Regions from separate parts of the Mus musculus genome. Here regions 2 and 3 are each linked to region 1. Evidence: chromatin contacts called from public HiChIP or PLAC-seq and promoter capture Hi-C data. All regions are on one chromosome and are shown on one strand. Each heading gives the region's core, a stretch centred on a gene start, on an enhancer-like site or on the middle of the called end of the contact. The rest is flanking DNA. Distances are from core to core; before and after follow the strand shown. Region 1 holds the start of Anxa11 (annexin A11). Region 2 holds the start of 4933413J09Rik (RIKEN cDNA 4933413J09 gene). Region 3 holds the start of Dennd6a (DENN/MADD domain containing 6A).

The links. Promoter capture Hi-C pulls out the DNA fragments that hold promoters and counts their contacts. HiChIP or PLAC-seq counts read pairs in DNA pulled down with a chosen protein or histone mark.
Region 2: a promoter capture Hi-C map of neural stem cells shows a contact between it and region 1. The contact joins the promoter of 4933413J09Rik here to the promoter of Anxa11 in region 1. A contact is called at or near these places in 1 of 39 promoter capture datasets (neural stem cells) and 2 of 115 datasets of contacts at active chromatin or transcription factors (embryonic stem cells and stem cell-derived neural progenitor cells).
Region 3: an H3K27ac HiChIP or PLAC-seq map of embryonic stem cells shows a contact between it and region 1, with 2.5 times the contacts expected there. The contact joins the promoter of Dennd6a here to the promoter of Anxa11 in region 1. A contact is called at or near these places in 1 of 39 promoter capture datasets (embryonic stem cells) and 3 of 115 datasets of contacts at active chromatin or transcription factors (embryonic stem cells and pancreatic cancer cells).

The regions. Positions count from the first base shown.
Region 1 is chr14:25,839,789-25,844,570 of GRCm38.p6, forward strand. Anxa11 (annexin A11) reads left to right here and starts at 2,367. Exons shown (of 15, transcript NM_013469.2): 1 at 2,367-2,507.
Region 2 is chr14:26,355,699-26,360,326 of GRCm38.p6, forward strand. It overlaps 4933413J09Rik (RIKEN cDNA 4933413J09 gene), which reads left to right and starts at 1,849. Exons shown (of 8, transcript NR_038005.1): 1 at 1,849-1,977.
Region 3 is chr14:26,578,061-26,582,144 of GRCm38.p6, forward strand. It overlaps Dennd6a (DENN/MADD domain containing 6A), which reads left to right and starts at 1,490. Exons shown (of 20, transcript NM_001134465.2): 1 at 1,490-1,802. The coding sequence starts at 1,575.

The DNA of each region.
Region 1 (4,782 bases), core at 1,117-3,616:
CCACAAAATTATTTTCTTTGCTACGTCATAACAGTAATTTTGCTACTATTATGAATCATAATGTAAATATCTGATATGCAGATCGCCTTGGGGTACTTCTGTGAAAGTCATTTGACCCTGAGGAGTCGTGACACATAGGTTGAGAAACGCTGCCCTAAATGATTTATTTTTACATTCATATTCTCAGAAGCATTGGCTCCACCCCAGAGAAAAGCAGCCTATCAGGAGCCTACATTCGTAGCCTTTGTGGGAGGACCAGTTAAGTGCAAGAATGGGCCAGAGGAGTGGGGTTGCAGCCAGGTGACTCCACCCCCCCCCCGCCCCCCCACCATGAGAGTGTATGATAACAGTCGCTCCCTGGAGTCCAGAAAGGCTTGGGGCTGGTTTGGTGGCAGACTTCACAAGTCCCATGTCCCCACCATGTCCCCCTGTTCTTTCTGCCCTTCTGCCTGCCCCCATGCCTGCCCCCATCCCCTTTTGGTTTTCTTTCTTTTAAAGATTTATTTATTTATTTATTAAGTGTTCCCCCATCCCCTTTTGGTTTTCTTTCTTTTTTTTTTTAAGATTTATTTATCTATTTATTAAATGTTCTGCCTGCCTACAAGTCAGGAGAGGGCACTAGTCCTCATTACAAATGCTTGTGAGCCACCATGTGGTTGCTGGGAATTGAACTCATGACCTCTGGAAGAGCAGACAGTGCTCTTAACCTCTGAGCCATCTCTCCAGCCTGGAGGTTTTCTATGTGATGTTTTGTGTTAGGTTTCAAACCCTGGACCCTCAGAATTCCTCAGTCCTTACCTTACAGCCTGTGGCTGGCATACCCTGCCTTACCTTACAGCCTGTGGCTGGCATACCCTGCCTTACCTTACAGCCTGTGGCTGGCATAACCTGCCTTCTACCCACAACTCTGCAGGCCACGGTACAGGGCTGCTTTTCTCTACATAATATAATGATTTTAGTTACCCCTCCCCCTTTATTTTGTACCTTTAGCTTCTAGCTGCTGTACCTGGTTCTCCTCTCTCACCCATCTCCTTTCCCCTCCCCACTCTCCTCACAAGGCTCTGGGTCATGACCATTCTGGATTCTCCCAGATGTGTCTGCCTTTGACTATGTCTCTTTTTTCTCTACAATAAACCTTCTCCTTCACCATACCTAGGAGTAATCATGTTCCTCTGCTATTTATTTATTTATTTATTTATTTATTTATTTATTCATTCACTCTGAAACCTTAAGCCTGAGTTTCCCGCTGTGAGGCAGTAGCCTGGCAGGCTAGCTCATTCCGATCTGCTGGAGCAAGCAGACCACACCTGCCAACCAGGCTTCTTCCGGCTCTTACAGTCCACTGGGCTCCTAAAATGCAAATGACAAATGGCTTGTTTGCAAATCAAAAGTGGGCCATGAAAGAAGTGTACCCCAGGTGGGAGCTAGATAGTGAAGAATCCGTAAGGGGTGGGGGGAGATCCTGTGCAGTCTTCCGAAGAACCTGGTTGGTCCTGGGGCGTCAGTTGAAAGGACACTCGAATATAAAGTGAGGGGAAAAAAAAATACTGCAATCCTGTTTTATAAACAAATACATTTGCTTAAGCACAGCAAGCAACACAAACGTAGAAGTGTGTTGAACATCTGGAAGGAGGTGCCTAAATGTGAGCTGGGGAGAGTAAGAGACTTAATTTTTATTTTTAAATGTTACACAATCATACTCACTATACTACCTTTTTCTAAATAAACAACCAACGTGGGTCTTCTCCTGTTATTAACATATTAGTATTTTTGCTACAATAGATGTACCAATATTGATGCATTGTTATTAAATCTATATATGGTCCAGATGTCATTGTTTTTTTTAACTTAGTGTCCTTTTCCCAGGATCCCATCCAAGATGTCACATTACTTAGTTTTCATATCTCCATGTGACAGCTTCTCAGACTCCTCTTGTTTTGACAACCTTGAGAGTTTTGGACAGTCCTGAGTTCCTCAATTGGGGCTTGTCTGATATTTCTGCACGATTACTATGGGGTCATGTGTCTCCAGGAGGAAGACACCACACGACAGAAGATCAATATAAATTACCACTGCTGATGTTGGCCCTGGTCACTGGTTGAGGTGGTAATTTTTTCCATTGTGAAGTTTCCTCCTGCCGTACACAGTGACTGTTTTAAGTTTTTTTTCGCTGTCAAACTCCTGAAAATAAACACCCGCGAGAATGTCCTCTCATCCTGAGGTCTAGAGCGGCTTTGCTCCGGAAAGCTCGGGGCTTCCTACAAAGCTACCACTGAAGCGCAACCCTCACCTGTGGGCGTGGTCCCACGCACCCCGCCCCTCCAGAGAGGCTCCGCCCATCTCGTGCGGCTCCGCCCCGGGGCGACAAACGCGGCCGCGCCCGGAGAGTTTTCCGCCTTGCCGGCTCCTCCTTCGACCGTGCGCAGACACTCTCGGGTTAGGATCCAGGAAAGCGGGAGTAGGAAGGAGTTGCTATCCGAGCTCAGTGTCCCGGTCCCTGGTGCCAGGTGCGTGAGGGTCCCGGCGGGCGGCTTCCGCATGAGGGGTATTCGCGCGTGGCGTGGGGTGCAATGTTCCCCCGAGGACAAGGCCCGGAGTTGAACGGGGTCAGGGCAGGTGAGCCTGGGACCGCAGGGTCCCAGGGTGTGCGAACTTGGGGGTGACTGAGGTCTTACCTCAGTGCGCTTCCGGGAGAAGCTTGAGCGGAGCCCAGCGGGCCGAGAAAGCTGTCTTTGGGAACTTTGCTCCGGAACTGCAGGGCGCGGGTTCCTGGACCTGCCACCCTGGGTTTATATAAGGCAGGCTCCTAAGCGGTCCAGAGAATGCACGATTGTGCCAGATGCCGTGTTGCCTGCCTGTCTTCCTTACCGCGTATCCAGCTAGGATCCCTCTGCCCCTGCCCCCGCTTCTCGTTCCAGAGTCTTCAAGAACGCTTGCTTGAGCTTGGCAACCCGGACGTCCCGTGGGCTCAGGCCAGTCTCCTAAAGGCGTACAAGGTGTCAAACAAATCTGGGGGAGAATAGCTAAACTCATGCTGGGCACATTCTCTTTAGAGATTTTTCTCCCCGCCGGCTAATCAGTGGGCGTCCTTGGAGATTGGGTTTCCCAGACCCTACACCTAGAGTGTCAGCCTACCTGTCTGATCCCTTTACAGGATTCAACTAGCTTGCTCCCTGCTTGCTCCGAGGCTGCCTTGCCCCGAGGCTGCCTTATTGCGGAAGAAAGCTACAAATGCGGCCCTGGGTTGGGCTGTTCAACTTTGTTGATGGCGGTGTGTGTCATTGTCGAAAGGATGACTAGACTTGGACCCAGATCCTTGCGGGGAAGGGCCAGGTGTCTTGCTCACCCTCAGCCTGCTCCCATTATTCTCCTTCATTATTTTCTTGCTTCCGTCAGTTGTTGGGAATTCCTGGAGGATTAACAGGGCTGTTCCCCCAAGGCTTTGTCTGTTCTCGGGATTCTCTAGCTGGGGAAGCAAGGTGAGCTCACCCACACAGTCTGTTGCTCTAAGACAGGTGTCCACTTCGGATTCCTCCATCCCTTCCTGATACCTCATTAATTTCTGCACTGTAAAATGAGGGTAATTATAATTCTTATTTCATAGACTCACTGTGAGGATTGTGTGAGTTAATTTGTTGTCTTGTTAATTTGGGGTGGGGGTTGTTGTTGTTTGTTTGTTTGCTTGCTTTTGAAACAAGGTCTACCAATTTAGCATTGGCTGGCCTGGAACTTGCTTTGTAGACCAGTCTGGTCCCAAACTTCAATATCAAGACTCATACAGACCTCTGCCTCCTGAGTGCTGGGATTAAAGGTTTGTGCCACCGGCCAGCAAGTTAATATTTTTAAAAAAGCATTTATATTATTTTTAGTTAAGTGTGTGTATATTCAGTTCCGCTGGAGCTGAAGTTACAAGTTGTGAACGTCCTGAGTCTGAAATCTGGTCCTCATCAAGAGCAGTATTCACTCTTATCCACGGAGAGAGCTTTCCTGTCCTATGGTTAATCTAGTTTTACCTTTCTTGTTTGTTTTTTTGTGTGTCGCCCTGACTGTTCTGGAACTCACTCTATAGACTCTGTTGGCCTTGAACTCAAAGATTTGATTGTCTATGCTTCCTGAGGGCTGGGATCAAAGTTGTATCCCACTACACCAGGCTTATTTTTACAATTTTTAAACAAATTTCATTTTGTATTTATAAGTGTTTTTGTCTTCATGTATGTCTGTGTACCATGTGGGTAGCTGGTGCCCTTGTAAGACAAAGAGGGCATTGGATACCCTTGAACCGGAGTTGTGAACTGCCATGGGGCTACAAGTGCTCTTAACTGCTGAGCCATCACTCCAGCCTCTTGAGTTGTTTTTCTTTTTTTCTTTTTTCTTTTCTGAGACAGTCTCTCTCTCTCTAGTTCTGACTGTCCTGGAACTCACTCTGTAGGCCAGGCTGGCATCAAACTCAGAGAGATCCACCTGCCTCTTCCTCCTGAGTGCTGGGATTAAAAGCATGTATTACCATGCCCAGCAAGTTAATGGGTTTTTAGGGTTTGGGTTTTTGTTGTTGTTGTTTGTTTGTTTGAGACAGAGTTTCTCTGTGTAGTCCTGGCTGTTCTGGAATTCACTCTATAGATCAAGTAGGCCTTGAATTCACAGAGATCTGCCTGCCTTATCTCCCAAATGCTGGGATCAAAGGTGTGTGCCACCATTGCATGGTGCAGGTTGGCCACTGCTGCCTGGCACAAGTTGATGTTTTTAACAGTTCTGCCATGCTCAGGTACTGAGCGGTTAGAACCA
Region 2 (4,628 bases), core at 599-3,098, 520 kb after region 1:
AAGGGGCTTTTCCCCCTTGATCACTAATTGAGAAAATGCCTTACAGCTGGATCTCATGGAGGCATTTCCTCAACTGAAGCTCCTTTCTTTGTGATAACTCCAGCTGTGTCAAGTTGACACACAAAACCAGCTAGTAAAGACAGGAAGGCCGTTCTTCCTTGACTTCTCTCAGCTAAGGAACTGTGATCTGGAATTAAAAGATGAAATATACCCTTTCTTTTCCCAAATTGCTTTTGGTTGTATATGTGCCTCAGCAATAGAATAAAACTAGGGCACCTTGTTGAGTCGCAGAAGTCCAGGCTATCTGAACAGAGAAGGATCTTCAAATAGTTTTACTCCACCATATTGGAATCCATGTTGGGTTATAAGAGCCTTAAGAAACTGATAAAGTAGGGCTGGGGAGATGGCTCAGCAGTTATGAGCACTGGCTGCTCTCCCAGAGGACCAGGCTCAATTCCCAGTACCTATATGGCAGCCACAACTGTCTGAAACTCCAATTCCTGGGTACCTGACACCCTCACACAGACTTATATGCAGGCAAAACACCAATGCACATAAAATAAAAATAAATGATACGAAATTGATAGAGCTATCAAGCCCAGCCCAGAAAACACATGTTCACAGTAGTGTTGAGATTGTTTCAGGGCTGCACTGACCCTGCTGAAGTTGCTCATGAAGCTACAGCTGAGAACCTCTGGTCTGATGTCTTTCCATCCCGTTTCTCCTGAGGAAATACCTGAGGAGCAAAGGTAGTTGGTTCTCTTCCACCTGAACATCATCATTAGAGGCACAGAGCAACCTAAGGGCAAAGCCTGGTCCTCTTGTTCTACTAACTATTCAGAGTTTGTTTCCTAGTAACAAACATGGTTTCTATCGGAGAAGGAGGACGTTTGAGATGCCTTTGCTTTGAGACAGTGCCATAGAAAGATTTCTTGGCCGGCCTTAGAAAGTAAGCCAGCGGTTGCAATGCAGAACTTTGCAGTCTTCCCTGGGATGCAGATTCCGTTCCAGGTAAGCAGTTGTGCAAAGAGAGAGAGGGTTGTCAGAGAAGGTCTTGAGCTGAAGTCATTATGGAAAGCAAGGTAACTCTGTGATTTGCTTGTGATCTCTGATTTGTGATCTTGGGGCGACACCAAGGAGCACTTTTCTTTCCAGAAATCTCCAAGAGCCCACAGCAAACACTCCTTATGCACATCCAGGTCCTGCAAACATCCACTGCCTTTGACTCTGGAGCTCTGATACAGGTGTGCAGGATGCCATTAAGTGTGCAACAGGTTGGGAGGATTTGTTGGATGTGTGTGTGTGTGTGAAATTCTTGGAATGGGTACTGATTCCATAGAGGTCTTAAATTGGGGATGTCTTAGTTTGGGTGAGAGGCCTTTCCATTGAATCAACGGTTTATTTTAGAATTCTAGGGAAACCCTTGATAATGGGCAGTAGGTGATCAGGTGTGTGTGTGGGGGGGGGTCTTCAAATAGCTTGGGGGCTGGCCTAACTCCTCTCAGCACCTGCTCCTTCAACCAGTGAACTCTGGCCTCCTGAGGCTCCGGAGCGGAGCTGATAGGTCAGGTTCAGGGGCCATGACCCTTCTGAATCTGATGCCTTAGCCTCCAGCCAGAAGGCAGGACAGAGGCAGTGAATGCTGGCAGGAAGTTGTGTTGGCTGAGGTGGTGAGTTCGCATAGCCTTGGGCTCTCAGCCAAATTCCTTTAGCAGCAAATGCAGTTTGCAGGACAGCAAGAAGCCTAGAGGCAGAGTGGGAGTGCCTTTAGGCCAGCCATGCAGCCATCCCCAGCTCCACCCCCTCCTCCTCCACCTCTTCCTTCAGACTCCTTGGGGCAGCAGCCCACTGGGCTACACCCGGGAAGGCAGGATGGAGCCTCTAAGAGTCACCCAAACGTTTCAGCCCCAGGCCTGCTGGCCCTGGCTGGTGGGCCTTCCCGCCTCACAGCTGCCCTCCCCCGAAGACACCGCAAAGGTAGGAAGAAAACAGCTAGGTTGTTACTGGTATCTCTGGAGCCATCTGTCAGCACTGAGCCCCACCAAACGGGACAGGGAGAGAAGTAGTTGAAGGCCACTCTGAAACCACACAGCCGGGAGCTGCTCGCTCGTCCTATGGCAGCAGAGTCTGGCCCAGGCCATGATGGAGGTAGAAACCATGCTCAGATGCAGAGGGAGAGCTGTGCCTAGGCAAATGGCAACAGCTGGAGAAGACAGGGGGGCTCACGGGGAAGCTGCTGCTTCAGGTACACCTGGCCAAGGAGCAGGACCACTTCCAGGACCTGCGCTCTTCACTGAAGAAGACGAAGCGTCACTTGCTGGCCACTCTTTAACTGAAGGGTATCATCTAGCTTTGCCACAGCAAAGGACGTGGGTATCAGTCCCAAGAGGCTCCTGCAGCCTGCTGGCGACCCCTCCTCTCTGCAGTTCACTGAACTTGGCGAGGATCCAGTCCAGGCTATTGCTCTACAAGAGTCAGACCTGTCTTAGCCTACCGTGGAAGAGACCGATGGCATGCCTTGGCCTGAGTTCACACCTCCTGTCTCAGTCCAGAGTGTCTCTGGGGACAACAACACACTACCAAAAGTCTTGCTTCCTATGTTATGATCGCCACCCCTAAAGGATCCTCAGGAGGTCCTCATGTAAGGTGGCTGGGCAGAGGTTGGAGGGCATCCTGCAAGGATGTAGGTCATCCCTTTTGTAAACTCATCATTTATTAGCATTTTGGGAGCCAAAGGTTGCAGTCAGTCAGAAGGGAATCTAGGCCAAGGGCAGAAAGCTTATGTTTTGATCCCTGCTACCCTCACTTGCCTTTTAGGATCACTAGAGCCTTTTCTCTTTGTGTCTCAGTCTTTTAGCTAGCCCGGATTTGAATTATGAAAATTACTCAATTTTCTTTTAGAAACGGCTAGGTCCAGAAAAGCTAAGGAAGTTGCATTGCACCATGGGAAAATCCTGGTAGTTGGGTGAGGCTCAGTTCTCTCCCCAGGAGTCCAGGTCCCTCTCTGGAGGAGAGCTGGAGACTGATTCCTTTGTGGGGTCTCTTTGGAATCGCTGTGTTCTTGCTCTTGAATCTATTATTCCTGCTATCTCAGAACACTGTGGCTTTGAGGGCTTAAAATGCTCAGGAAGGGTTGAGTACCAAGAGTTTTGAATTATTGTTTATTGCTTTATTCGACACGTCCAGAGCCTGGCAACAGCAGCCGTGACTTTGGGCAGGTCCTGCCTGTGCCTTAAGTGTACAGAATAAAATCAATAAAGACAAGCATGTAAGAGGAGAGAGAATGAGGAGAGCAGCAGAAACAACCAACCAACTGCAGCAAAATGCCCTCAACAGCTTGGGGTCAGAGAGCGAAGAGAACCTTTCCTGTGGGGGTTAAAGGCTGTGCTTCTGAAGGAAGTGGTTTTATATGTTTTGTTTTGTTTTTTTCTGTCCACTTGCATCTCCATGAGCCATCTCAAATCTAGCTGAAGGAAACTGACAGCCTAAACAGCCAGCCACATAACAGTCTCTCCTTTGGACTTCTGGCATTCCCACTCTTCTTTCCTCAGACAAGCATCCTATCTCATTCAGTAAATGTGGTTATTAGAGTTTCCCCACAAAGCTGGCAGTCTCCTCAGACAGCCCTCTGAAGTTGCTCAGAAGGGGCTGTCCCATGCCCTAGGAGAAGGACCCCATCAGAGTGAGTTTTCCCTTCTCATCACGTCTATGTATTTTTGAAGAAGGACGTTTGTCAAAGATCTGCTTGCAGGTCTCTCTGAGGAAGTACAGAATTTAGAGGGCAGCTAAGAAGTCCTCACAGGGTTGTACATACATCAGCCCTAGTGTTAATCTCTGGTCTAAAGTTACTAATGGACAGATTCCCACTTATTATGTGCACTCTCTGTACCTGGCATTACGGGGTGCTTCTCTGGTTTGACCTCTAAGGAGATTTTCTTGACCTCCAAGGAAGGGTATAGTATAAGGTTGAGATTCACCCTTAGGGCTGTGATTTCAGATCCATTTCCTCAAATTTCAAAATTCTAAGGGTCAGGAAATCCATAGAAAAATTCTTTCCAATGAAGTTAGGCTTGTTTTGTTTAATGGATTAGCAGAAATTAGGATAGCATTTGATACAGCAAGACATTTATCTGGAGCTATTTGTGGACAGGGGGACATGGTGTGTGAGTTAATGGTTGTGTCTTTGTAATACTGGGACTGGAAAATCACAAGGGTTGGTTTGGGGGAGGCAGAGCTCTTGTCCTGTGTCTGATGTGCTGCTATTGAGCGTATCATACTAACTTTAATGCCTTACTTTAATTTCTAACTGGCTTGTTCCAACCCCAGTGCCACAGAGGGACACCTTAGCTTCTTCATTACATCCAGATCCCACGTCCAGCAGATTAGCAGGGAGAAGACTAGCTCACAGTTCACAGTTAGAATCATTTTGGGAAGTCGAGGCAGGCACTCAGTCAGCTGTCACATTGCACCCGCAGTCAGGAGCAGAGGGGAAGGGGAGTGGCCTTGCTGCCTGCTTGTCTCTGCTTATGCTGTAGCTTGCTTCATGTTACACAGTTCGGGTCCCAGATGATGAAGTGATTCTGACCTCTGAGGTTGGATCCTTCCAACTCAATTAACAATCTATAAAA
Region 3 (4,084 bases), core at 240-2,739, 740 kb after region 1:
ACTTGACCATCAAGAGATGGATCATTTCTTGATGGTCAAGAATTTTTATGTGTTTTAATGTTGTTTGCTTGCATTCATGTCTGTGCACCACACACACTCCTGGTGCTCTTGGTGATGAGAAGAGGACATTAGATCCCCTGGAACTGGAGTTACAAACCACCATGTGGGTGTTGAGAATTGAACCTGGTCCTTTGCAAGAGCAGCAAGCGCTCCTAACCACTGAGCCATCAGTTGGAGCCCCAGCTTTGTTCTATGTAAAATAGAAACAGTAATATCACTGCCTTTTGAGGCCGTGGAAAGGCATGGGAATGGGTTTTGATAAATCCATTGTATGTTATCTATCATCTTTTACACACTTTCCTATTGGGTATTACCACGTTTTCTAATTACTTTTTTTTTTGTTTTGTTTTGTTTTTTGAGACAGGGTTTCTCTGTATAGCCCTGGCTGTCCTGGAACTCACTTTGTAGACCAGGCTGGCCTCGAACTCAGAAATCTGCCTGCTTCTGCCTCCCGAGTGCTGGGATTAAAGACATGTGCCACCACGCCCGGCTCTAATTACTTTTGATGAATAAATCCTAGCAGGTGCTGAAAAAAAAATCCTACTTAGTCGTATCATGCTATGCCAATAATCAATAGCAATTCACCAGGGCAGATGTTTCTTGAGTGCCCAGCCTAGAGCTGTCTTGACTTCTTAACAAAGGTAGCTTGAAACCAGGCCCTTCCTCCAGTGTTCAGATAGCATGGTCCAAAGGTGACTGACCAACCCGAGATTCCAAGAAAGTCTGCATATGCGTAAGAGTTGAGAGAGTCCGCCAGACCAATAAAGATGGGAGCTGCCTTGGTAGGGAGGGTATTCGGAGAGTTAAAGTACACATCTCTATCAGGGGACTGCAGGAGTGAACACAGGCTTGCCTTAGAGTTCTTATACTTGCTGGGCTAGTCACGAAGCCTCTCCGAACTTCAGTTCCCTTATCTGTGAAGACAAATTAGCCAGAGGTGGTGGCCCATGCCACTAAACCCAGAATCTTGGGTAGCTGTGGTAGGAGTACCATGAGCTAGAGGCCAGTTGGGACTATGTAAGGCATAGCTAAAAAAGAAAAGAAAGTCCTACCCAACACTTAACAAACAATAGTGTTCACCATAATGATATGTTTAATAAGAGTTAATAGGTGTATTTGAACTTAGCATATCAACTGTCACAGAGTAAAAGTTTAATTAAACTACTGTTAACCACTATGTTTTAGTAACACTTTAATAATGAACTGGGTCGTTCCAAGAATAATTCATTGCTGTATTGTTGTGGATCTGAGATGACGATTCCTGAGCCACTGTTTGAGTTTAGAGAACTGTAAAACCAGCAGGCCAGTCTGAGCGAGCAGCAGAGATAGCCGCGGCTTGTAGGGAAACCACTGAACCCCCCGCTCCCAGGGTCACGTGCCTCGTGGCCGCGCCCCTATTCCGGGAGTCCGGAGCGGCTGCGGCAGCGGCAGCACTCGGTGCGCGTGCGCGGAGGCCTGCGCGCTCTGCGGCGCGGTCCGCAGCGGAGGCGGCTCAAGCGCCTAGGGGGTGGCGGATGGCTCTGCCGGGCCCGGCGGTCTTTGGGCCCGGTTCCCGCGGGTCGTTGGACGAGGCCGGGGCTGAGGGGCGCGAGGCGGCGGCCCTTGCGGCGGCGGGAGTCGCGCTGGAGGACGAGGAGGAGGACGATGGCCGCCGGGGCCTGCTGCGCTGGGACGGCTTCTCGGCCTGGCTACACTGCGTGTGTGTGGTGGGCTTCGACCTGGAGCTGGGCCAGGCGGTGGAGGTGAGGCCGAGCCGCACCCTGTGTCTCCACCCTTGGGCGGCCGGGTCCTGGCCGCTGCTCATCCGGGCGTGGCTCGCAGCCCCTGCGCGGCTCAGCTGGGCGGTGCTTCTCGACCCTTCGGTGGGAGGATCGTGGGCTGCGGCTAGGGGTGAAAAGTTCTTTGTAGGCCCCTCCTAAATACTTGTTGATGTTCCTCTTTAAAAAAACAAAACAAAAAACCAGCGATAACTGGAGGGTAGTGGCACCCAGAAAAGCCTACAGCAGACAGGATGTTTGCTTGGAACTTTCAAGAAAGGAACAATACCCCCTGACATATGTGAATTACAGTAGCCAAACGTGCACGTCCAATCATGTGGGCTGACTGACTGTATTGTCAATTGCGCTAACTCGTAGATCGGTCCACTGAGTCCAAGTCAAAATGCTTAGCATGCATTCTCTCCCTTTTCTCTGTTCCCCATTTCTCTGTGAAATGTCGTTGGGTTCCCATTCCCTCCAAGTCTCTCCCTAGCATTGCAAACAGAATTCAAGGCCTTCTGAAAACTAGGCAAGCTGTCCCCACACCCCTCTCCCGACCCCTGCTGTTTCTTAATACTGATTCTGTGACAATTCCCAGAAACCTAATGTCAGTGGAAAAATTGTTGGCTTATAAATCTGTTAGATATCATAACATCTTACCTAAAAGACCTTTGAATCTCACTCATTTTTGCCATCACTTTGCATCTTTTTTTTTTGTTGTTGTTTGTTAGCATAAAAGATTTGTCTTATTTATCCAAGTGAAAAGTTACTAGAAAGGCATTAGAAAGGTGTATGTCCCGAAGTTTTTGGTATTTTGTTATTGTTCTTTTGGCATCGGTGAAAGATTCTAATCTTATTCTGATTTGGTTGGTCTGGTTGTTCCAAACGAGAAACTGCTGCATCTTTGTCTTTTGTATCGTTACATAGTTCATTTAAATATTGAGTTTTTATTAAGATCTAGGCACCATACAAGTTAGTGGACATACACATAAAAGGATGTTCTCATTTGCATTTATGAATTGAGACAATAAGGTGGGGATCTAAGAATTAATCTATTTAGTCAATAGGATCAAATTTATTGCCTGATACAGTATTCATTAAACGTTTGTTGATAGAGGGAGTTAGTATGTAAAGTGATTCTGTATTTTATTTGAGACAGGAATAACAATCTCCAAAGATTGAAGACATTTATTTTTAAAGATTTGTTTATTTATATAATGTGTATGAATGTTTTGCCTTCATCTCTGCATGTAAGAGAATTTGTACCTTGTGCTTGTGTAGGCTGGAAAAGGGGGTTAGATCCACTCAGTCTGCAATCCTTCTGGTCATGTAGGTGCTGGGAACTGAACTCACATCCTCTGGAAGAGCAGCAAGTGCTCTTAACAGCTGAGCCATCTCTCCAGCCCCTCAAAACAATATATTATGCTCGTTATTTAATGATAAACTGAAATTTTATGTGTAGCAAAATAAAACTTAATCGGTAAGCAGAAGCTGTCATATTTGGTCACCTTTAAAAAAAAAAAAGATTTATTTGTGTGTGGCTATTTTGCTTGTCTGTGTGTCCATGCTCCACACTCATTCCTGGAGGTCAGAGGAGGCATCAGGGCCTCTGAACAGGAGTTGCAGACGGTTGAGAGCTGCCACTGAAGTTGCGTCCTCTGGAAGAGCATCGAGTGTTCTTACCCAGTGAGCCATCTCTCTAGCCCCATTGATCGGTTTTTGTAATCTCATCGTTTGGAACATTGCTTTTAACATGAGTATTTTCTTTTTTAAATAAGTGGCATATCTTGACAGAGTTGAGGTGATGAAAAATAATCACTAAAGGTTATATATGAAATTTTATTTCCCATAATTGCCATTTCAGAGCAGTATCTTTACGAAGTAGTTCTTAGCTTTTTTTTTTTTTTTTTTTCTTCCTGAACTTTCAAAAACAAAAGAAGAAGAGTTTGAACTCTCTTGGAAAATGAGTAGGACAAACTTGTGTTGCTAGCTAGGCTGTTTGCACTGATCCGTGGAGGTGTTGTCGTCGTCTCTGTCTGGATTAAGGATCACTGCCTTAAAGTAAGGAGAAGAGAGGAAGGTCCCTTCATAACGGAGCTAAGGAATGGTAAACACAGTAAGATGTCAATGATCTGGCTTTGAGACTGGATCTCACTCTCCTCGAGTACATGTAGCCCAGGCTGGCCTTAAACTCACAGCAGTTTACCTGTCTCAGGCTACACCCCTCACCACTCCACCACCTAGTGCTGGGATTAGCTAGTGGTTAC